3 separate regions of the Mus musculus genome follow, and all the other regions are linked to region 3. A link is a contact called in public ChIA-PET and HiChIP or PLAC-seq data. All regions are on one chromosome and are shown on one strand. The core of a region is the stretch at or near the end of the contact, and the rest is flanking DNA. Distances in the headings are between cores, read along the strand shown. Region 1 has its middle 15 kb from the start of Lrrc8d. Region 2 overlaps Gm32276 (a long non-coding RNA gene). Region 3 overlaps Lrrc8b (leucine rich repeat containing 8 family, member B).

The links. ChIA-PET counts read pairs in DNA pulled down with a chosen protein or histone mark. HiChIP or PLAC-seq counts read pairs in DNA pulled down with a chosen protein or histone mark.
Region 1: a contact with region 3 is called in an RNA polymerase II ChIA-PET map of effector CD8 T cells, with 22 read pairs. The contact joins two enhancer-like sites. A contact is called at or near these places in 1 of 39 promoter capture datasets (the C10 cell line), 8 of 115 datasets of contacts at active chromatin or transcription factors (Th17 cells, effector CD8 T cells, embryonic hindbrain and 5 more) and 2 of 9 other capture datasets (adipose tissue and liver).
Region 2: an H3K4me3 HiChIP or PLAC-seq map of bone marrow-derived macrophages shows a contact between it and region 3, with 5 times the contacts expected there. The contact joins two enhancer-like sites. A contact is called at or near these places in 1 of 15 datasets of contacts at CTCF or cohesin (the NIH/3T3 cell line), 2 of 484 Hi-C or Micro-C datasets (Th1 cells and bone marrow-derived macrophages) and 10 of 115 datasets of contacts at active chromatin or transcription factors (the 230-238 cell line, T-cell acute lymphoblastic leukemia, acute myeloid leukemia and 6 more).

Annotation. Positions count from the first base shown.
Region 1 is chr5:105,683,678-105,686,377 of GRCm38.p6, reverse strand. No RefSeq gene overlaps it. Among named protein-coding and RNA genes, the nearest start is that of Lrrc8d, 15 kb to the left of the region's middle. Within about 2 kb of position 1,262, at least 111 of the 459 cell types and tissues checked have an H3K27ac peak or open chromatin away from gene starts, as enhancers often do. A contact at or near this core is called in Th17 cells and effector CD8 T cells, where this site is marked.
Region 2 is chr5:105,653,440-105,656,477 of GRCm38.p6, reverse strand. Gm32276 (a long non-coding RNA gene) reads right to left here. Exons shown (of 5, transcript XR_389458.3): 2 at 139-262. Among named protein-coding and RNA genes, the nearest start is that of Gm32276, 3.7 kb to the right of the region's middle. Within about 2 kb of position 1,592, at least 86 of the 459 cell types and tissues checked have an H3K27ac peak or open chromatin away from gene starts, as enhancers often do. A contact at or near this core is called in T-cell acute lymphoblastic leukemia, Th1 cells, bone marrow-derived macrophages and 1 more, where this site is marked.
Region 3 is chr5:105,441,943-105,444,649 of GRCm38.p6, reverse strand. All of the region lies in intron 1 of Lrrc8b (leucine rich repeat containing 8 family, member B), which reads right to left. Among named protein-coding and RNA genes, the nearest start is that of Lrrc8b, 28 kb to the right of the region's middle. Within about 2 kb of position 1,364, at least 92 of the 459 cell types and tissues checked have an H3K27ac peak or open chromatin away from gene starts, as enhancers often do. A contact at or near this core is called in T-cell acute lymphoblastic leukemia, Th1 cells, Th17 cells and 3 more, where this site is marked.

The DNA of each region.
Region 1 (2,700 bases), core at 13-2,512, 240 kb before region 3:
TAACCACTCAGGATGCTTAATAAATGAACCGGATATTAACCCAGCCTTGGGATCACACTGTGTATAGGGCTTGGCGCCTACAAATAGGACTTGAGGTGTTTCTGACCCCTGCAAAGAATTATGAGCCAGTGTGAGGCAGCATTTAGGAGCTCCCCTTGCAGCATAGGAAGCCCTAGGAGTCAGGGTCAATACAGAGTCCTCTAAAGACACACAGAGGAGTGCTAAGAAGACCTTGGGTGGGGTGGCCGTGGGGTGGGGGAGGGGAGCTCACTGGCCTCAGAAATGGCAAGAGAAGGGGGAAGGCACTTCCAGTTAGCAAGTGTGGAATGGAGCAAGAGAGAAATCCAGAAAGGTATTTGTGACTGTGACTGCAGGGAGACTGGCCAGCCAGGAGTCAAGGATGCGGAACAAGGGAGTTTCGATGTAAGAATCTTTTTTTTTTTTTTTTTTTTTTTTTTTTTTTTTTTTTCTCGAGACAGGGTTTCTCTGTGTAGCCCTGGCTATCCTGGAACTCACTCTGTAGACCAGACTGGCCTCGAACTCAGAAATCCGCCTGCCTCTGCCTCTCAAGTGCTGGGATTAAAGGCATGTGCCACCACTGCCTGGCTCGATGTAAGAATCTTAAAGAGTTCTGCAAATGAAGACACTGACTCAAACATCAACTATCCATGCCATTTGAAGAAGGCAGACAGTAAAATGCTCCTGTACTTAGGACTTTGAAAACATCGCCATCGCTCGCTTTTAGTATAACTTCAGTTTCTTCCTTCCCCCACCCCCCACCTCCGGTCCCACTCGTTCCGGCCCAAAGATTTTTTAAAATTTTATTTATTTATTTATTTATTTATTTATTTATGAATGATATGTAAGTACATTGTAGCTGTCTTCAGACCCACCAGAAGAGGGCCTCAGATCTCATTACAGATGGTTGTGAGCCAATGTGGTTGCTGGAATTTGAACTCGGACTTCTGGAAGAGCAGTCAGTGCTCTTAACCGCTGAGCCATCTCTTCAGCCCAGTTTCTTAATCTATAAAGCGGAGATAATTATACCAGTCCTGTTTTACTGAGATCTGAGACTAAATGGGAAAGGTCATTCCATTACTAGGGTGGGGCTGGTGTGGGGCTGGTGTGGAGCTGGGGTAAGGGTGGGGTGGGGATGGGGGTGGGGTGGTGATGAGGTGGGGGTGGGTGAGTGGCGAGCACTGGTTCGTAACCCATCAAGCAGCCCGTGACATTTGGCCTGGAGATGCTATCTGTAGATTTTTATTGCTCATTTCCTGTTTCATCCTTGCGTTGCCAGGTGTCTAGCTGCACTGGCAGGCTTTCTGGGCGTCTCTGCAGCCAGCCTTCTCGTGGTGCGCCCTCTAGTGTTGAATGCTTCAATGACTTAATCTAAATGTAAATGTGAGCGTGAAGACTCTGATTTACAAGGAAACTGTCCTTAGGAGTGCTAAATAATAATAATGGTGGTAATAATAATAATAATAATAATAATAATATTTTTAAAAGCTCTGTTTTATACATAATATGAAAGACAGCATTTTGGGGCAGGGTATCATGTAATCCACACAGAAGACCTTGAACTTCCTGCCTCCATCTCCCAAGTGTTGGGAGGACAGGCTTACCCCACCACGCCTGGCTTTTGGGAGTCTGGGAGTGGAACCCAGTGTTCCATGCATGCTAGACAGTTACCCTGCCAACTGAGCTACATCCCTAGCCCCACAAAACGGCTTCTTGTTGTTGCTGTTGTTTATTTATTTTTGTTTTTGTTGTTTGTAGGCAGGGTCTCACTGTGTATTCCTGCTGGCTTGTAACTCCCTTTGTATACCTGAATGACCTGGACCTAACAGTGACCAACCTGCTTCTGTCTCCTAAGTGCTGGGCATAAAGACTTGTGTCAGCACACCCAGTTGTTGCTGGCTTTGTTTTGTTGTTTGCTTGTAAATAAGGTCTCACAGCTTATCTCTAACAGGCCTGGAGCTTGTAGAGATTCTCTTGGCTCTGTCTCCTAGGTGCTAGGGTGAAAGGCAGGCACACCACACCCAGGGAGGTCAGCTCACTTGGTGTTGCTCATGTGTTTATTGGTGCTGGAATCTCCCTGACATATTTAACCTGTCTAGACCTCTGTTTCCTCATCTGTCAGGGTAAGGTCTCCTGGGTCACAGCCCTTGTTTGTCTTCATAGTCATCATGATTGGCTTTAGGATCACCATGGAAACAGACCTCTGGGGCAGCGGATTTGTTTTTCAGAGAGTTTAACTGAGGAGAAACTCAGCTGGGGTTCCAGGACCAGTGAACCTGAGGCTGTGAGGGGAATCTTGGTACTTCTCTCTGCCTGCTTCCTCACCAGCCTCAGGACCAGCTGCTTCTCACAGTGTCCCCCCACCCTTCCCCCACCGCCAGGTCACGCACTGTTCTCTCCAGCACCAGCCGGAGGAAACCCTTTCTTCCTTAAGTTAGTTTCATCAGGCATTTTGCAAAAGCAATAGAAGAAGTAATTACATTTTGAGAGCAAAAAACAAAAACAATCGGTTAAAATGTTCTCAAAAGCTGTTAAGGCGCTACAGAAATACGAGGTGAGGAAATAGATCATGCGCTAGTCTAATTTTTCTGAACAGTGTATAGGAAACAGACATGTCTTAATTTTGTCTTTTCTTAAGCAGAAGAGGCCTACGTCAACATTATTGTGGATATTAATAAGAAA
Region 2 (3,038 bases), core at 343-2,842, 210 kb before region 3:
TTATAGCTTAAGTTTTAAAGACTTTGTGAACAATGTAGCATAATCACATTCTTAAAAATGCACCCCTTGACCTTGCACCCAGATACCATTCCAATTGGAGACTCTCAGATGTGGTGATATAATTTAAGGATGGATTACCTATATTGCTGGTAGATTTTTGTGGTATATGAGACAGTTCCTATGATAACCACAAGGCTTTCTTTTCTTTCAGTGATGATGTAAAAATCGGACAATCAAAGATCCTTAGATGGTTCCTGGAGACCTGTTTCAAGGGTTGAGAACTCATATAATGAAATGTATTAATATAATGAAAAGTCTCAGTCATTTATAAATTATATTAAGGTAGTGCTATATTATAGTCATGAGTCACCATGTGGGTGCTTGGAATTGATCTCGGGACTTCTGGAAGAGCAACCAGTGTTCGTAACTGTTCAGCCATCTCTCTAATCCTCCCTCCCCCCCAATTTGATAGATTTTATTAGATAAAGATAATAAACACAGTTCTGATGTCTTTTGAGTATACAGTCTAGCTGTGCAGAGGAAAAAAAGGCCAAATAATATAAGGAGCTATTCCAGTAATACATAAATATGTTAGTTTAATTTTTAAAAAGATTGCATGCACAAGAAAACAACACATATGTGTTTTTAAGGTTATGGCTTTATAAGGTTTATGGTTTTAAAGTTATAAAGGTTAGCCTGGCATAGATGCCCCAGCCCTTCTAAGTCAGTCCCTAAGCAGAAGAGGAAATAATAAGAAAAAGATGTCAGAGAGCAGGGAGAGGTCACTTCAGGCCAATTCAGTGTCAATCGCCAAAAGGCACAGATAGAAGATGCAAGGTCTAGGGCAGACCTGTGAACAAACCAGCCAGAGTGCTGGAAGCCACAGCTGTCAGTCAGAGTCAGAGGGAACTGGCAAGCCCTGCTAAATCAGACACCTGGCGGTCCTCAGTCTCCATGACAACGTTGGGAGCAAGCTAAGAATTCAAAACCTTTTCTAGTTGCATGTCTATTAGATTGTGGGTGGGATTCTAACCCACACAGCCCAACTCTAGCACTGGAAAGGAAGTTCTAGGAGGGTTTGCACAGGGCTTGGAAGCTGGGTGGACCGGAAGTTTCCTGTCTTTCACTGTGTGCGCGAGTGCTAGAATACCTGAGCGTCTACACCTTAGCGTCAGTGGTCCAGCTGGCATAGCCTTGTGTGAGCTGTACTGCTCAGTCTGCCCAGGGTCAGTGACGTGGCTTTCAGTAGGCCACCCTCCAAGCGCTCCAATTTTTGTAGATCATGGCTCTACACAACTTGGGAGATTGGGAGGACATTCTTAACTAGAGGCCACCAAAAATCAGACTTTGAAGGAAGACAAATCCGGCCCGAGGTGTAGGGTTCGTTATCCAGAAACGCTGGAGGAGAAAACCTAGGAGGTAGAGATTGCAGCGTTGTGTGGCAAGGCAGAGCATGGGGTGACAAGGGGGCTGTGCAGATCTGGGAGTGACTTGGTGCCAAAAAAGTCCAGACAGATGGAGAGAGATCAGTCAGGCCTAGAAAAGATGGTTATTGTTTCCTTGCTGTTGCCATATCGCTCGTGGCCACTAGAGGGCTTCCCCGCCTCATCTGGAATCCACACCTCAGCTAAGGTTTCCCAACCGTGCTGCGTTCCAAATCTAAGCCAGGCTGGCCCGTGGGCCCCTTGCTTAACCCAAGCTGGGATTCTGAACCAATGAAATTTGGGGTGCCTCTCACTGGAGTGACAACGAGGCTGGGAACCAGGAGTCAGATGCAGGGGTGACAGAATATGTGGCAGGGTCCACAGTGGCCTGGGGCAGCAGGATAAAGGGAAAGGTAGCTGCCTTCCAAATACCAGCAGGGGCCAGTAAGCAAGGCTTGAGGGAGGCAGAGGTTCTAGAAATCGCTGGAATCCTTTCCCTGCGAGGTGGGCTGTTCGACCTCTCTGGTCGTTGATCATAAGAAACCCTTTCTTTCTCCGGTTTGCTAGCATGGAGGAGCTGGGCTGAACGGCCCGGGACAGCAGACCACAGCCCATTGAGCAATGATCTCTGGGGCTGTTTGTGCAATGTGTGTGGTGTGCTTGGGGGGGCATGCTACAGACACAAAAATTCTAAGACCCAGGCTGTGGGGTGAGAGGGTCATCTCTCAGCCATTTCCTTGGGCAGAGAAGTTCACCATAAAAGTCTAGGTATGAAGTTGTCATTCCCCCTAAAGATGTAGGGTATGGCCTTTGTCTCATGTTCTCCAGCACCTTTGTCTCCTTAAAAAGATTTATTTTTATTTATATGTGTTAATATGTGCATGTGTGTGGAGTGCCTGTGGAGGTATCAGATCCTCTGGAACTGGAGATATAGAACTGTGAGCTGCCTGATGTGGATGCTGGGAACTTAACCCTGAAGTAGCAGCAAGTATTACTTCTTAACATTGGAGCCATCTCTCTGTTCCCTCTCTGACCCAATCCTCCAGCATCTCTTTTGGCCCAGCCTTGATCTTAGTGGACAGACCTTCCACAGTAGAGAGCTGCCTGCTGCCTGCTTCACCTGTCCCCGGGCAATTTCTCTTTCTATCTCTGTCTGGATGTTGTCCATATCTCTCAGAGGTTAGATCATGCTCTCTTATTCGGCTGTATCCAGTTTGGCCCTGTTTCTGTCTGCTGCTCATACTGGAAGTCGGATGGTGGTTCCAGTGGCTACATGAATGATTTAGGGATCGGCAGGAAGGAGATTTGTGTGTGCATTTATATATGTTGGCTGGGCGGGGGTGGGGTGGGGTGGGGGGAGTGTGTGTCCTGCTTCTCTGAGGGCTCAACTCACATATACTCAAAGACATTGGTTAAACTGAAGAATGAATGTCCCAGATGCCAAATCTATGCCCACCCTAAAAGCACAGGGCTTGTCATGGGCTTATACCAGTTGCTATGAGCACGTCCATTGAACACACACTCTTATTGGAGCACAAATATGCAAACTCTTTAGAATATATGTTTTCATTTTCCTTTTTAATTGAGATGTTTCTGTAAGAGCAGTTCTCAAGG
Region 3 (2,707 bases), core at 115-2,614:
TAGTGTAGCAACCTTAATTAGTGTTTTAACTTTTTATTATGGGAAATTCCAACCACACACAAAAGCAGAGTGAGCATACCAGAGCCCACATGCCGACCAACAACATCATAATCACAATGCCCACCCTCTCTGAGTCATCTGAGTCACATTCTAGACATGGCTTATATTTCAATGTCTCCTAAGTAGACACCTGAAAAATATAACCAAAATATCATAAATATACCTGATGGTTTCCTATAAATATTTAACAATCTTCTGGAAAAGTGGGGCGGAGGGGGCTAGGCTTCAGAGACTTTGCTATATTCCATGGTATAAATATTCCCACTAAGGGTAATGTCAAGCCAACAAACATAAGTGCAATTGAGATGCACATATAACAAATGTGTCAACCTTATACAACACCTCAACTCTGCAGAAACACTGAGCATAGTTTATTTTATTTTATGTATATGTGCACCGTGTGCCCAAGGACAGAAGTAGTCAATGCATTTCCTGGTACTGGAATTAGGGATGGTTGTGAGCTGCCATGTGGGTGCTAGGAATTGAACCTGGGTCCTCTGGAAGAACAGCTAGAGGTCTTAATCAATGAGCTGTCCCTATAACTTAGTTTTTTGTTTTTTGTTTTCTTTTGTTTTAATGACCATTTAACAAGCGGCTTGCAAAATTCCCAAAAGCTTAGGTATTTTTGTAAAGATTTATTTATTATTATATGTAAGTACACTGTAGCTGTCTTCAGACATACCAGAAGAGGGTATCAGATCTCATTATGGATGGTTGTGAGCCACCATGTGGTTGCTCACATTTGAACTCAGGACCTTTGGAAGAGCAGTCAGTGCTCTTAACTGCTGAGCCGTCTCTCCAGCCCCTTAGGAGATTATTTTGATAAGCATGAGCACGTCGGCATTAATACCCTCAATTCACACTGAAAGAACTAATAATCCTTGACTCTCACCAGCTGTCCTCTGACTCTCTGTCCTCTCCCCTCTCTCTCTGAGGTAGAAGAGTCAAGCAGGAAACAGGGGAATGCTGGGAAACCACACCAAGGCGGGAGGCCCTTGAGCTGGCTGTGCGCGGCTTCCTGTTATAAACAGCCTGCTGTCACTGCTTCTGGGGGGCTAAATGAGATGCCCTCACTCACGTTCATCTCCATTTCACCAGGAAATTTTAGCTGTGCTTTTATCTTGAAGAAAAACAGTTTGCAAAGGAGCAGAAGGGGGAAGTTGGAAGTAGAAAACTATATCCACGCTGGAGCCCATGAGCTTAAGCTGCCAATGAATTCTAAGCTGAAGAAGATGGGCTATGATGGGAGTTTGCAAAAGCCGTCCATTATGTTTGCCCTTTAGCAACCACCACAGAGCATCGGGTGTGGAGGGGCAAGGGCAGACAGTACAGCTGTGACCTTCAGCCTGGAAGGTGCATGCTGGGCCATGACCCCACCCTAAGCTTACTACATTTAAGCAAAGCTCCAAGGTCCAACCAACCATTTTTTTTTTTTATTGTAAACTTTATTTTGTTTTTCTTTTAAAAACCATACTAGGTGGTGGCGCACACCTTTAATCCCAGCACTTGGGAGGCAGAGGCAGGTGGATTTCTGAGTTCCAGACCAGCCTGGTCTACAGAGTGAGTTCCAGGACAGCCTGGGCTATACAGAGAAACCCTGCCTCGGAAAAAAAACTAAAAAACTAAAAAAACAAAAAAAAAAAACAAAAACAAAAACTGTACTAGGAAGATTTATAACATGATAAAATAGGAAAAAGCAAGGGTCCTGCATGTGCTTTTCTTGTAGGTCTAAAAAGGATCGGCCCCTGCCTGGCCACACCCACATGTTTTCCAGCAGATCCTGAGCAGATGATGTCACCCACAATTACTCTAGCGCTGCAAACTCCCCTTTCCAGATCCCATGGCAGGAAACCTCTCTGATCATTCATATATATATATACCTATACACACACACACACACACACATACACACACACATATATATGTGTGTATGTATATGTGTGTGTGTATGTATGTATATATATATATGTCAAGACCTAATTATTAGTAGGGAAGAGCCCCATGGACAATTAGTTTTTGTAAAGTTTGCTGATATAATCACTGACTAAATTCCTTGTGTGAAAAATGTCTTGGGAAACTGAATGCCATCTGGGTAGGCAGACTGTATGGTGGGGTGGGAAAGGGACAACAGAGCTCAGGGGCCTGTCTGTGTCTCTTCTGTGCTCTGCTGTGTATATTGGGTGGGTCCTCTGAGCCTACCCATAAGGACAGAACAGCTGCTGCCGTTCCCCTTCAGGAAACTGTCATAATCCACTGTGATCGTGTCTCTGAAAACACCTCTGAAAGTGAGGTATACCATTCCCTGTATATGCAGAAATGGTTAGTTGTATAGGGAGACAACAACAACAACAACAACAACAACAACAACAACATCATCTATTGCTTTGGTCCTGAACACAGGAGGAGAATACTCTCAAAAGGAAAAAAAAAAGGGGGGGGGTGCAAAGAAAAATGGTGAAGATTGGATGGTGTTCATAGCCAACAAACAAACCAGGGGGGATATAAGGGTAATGCCATGTTTTCTATCAGGTCAGAAGTGGGTGAACTGAGGATCGACAAACGGGATTGCTAGCATTGCCGAGGCGCCCCCAAACATTCCTGTTGTATTAAATAATGAAATTAAAATTCGAGATTCAACACGTGATCC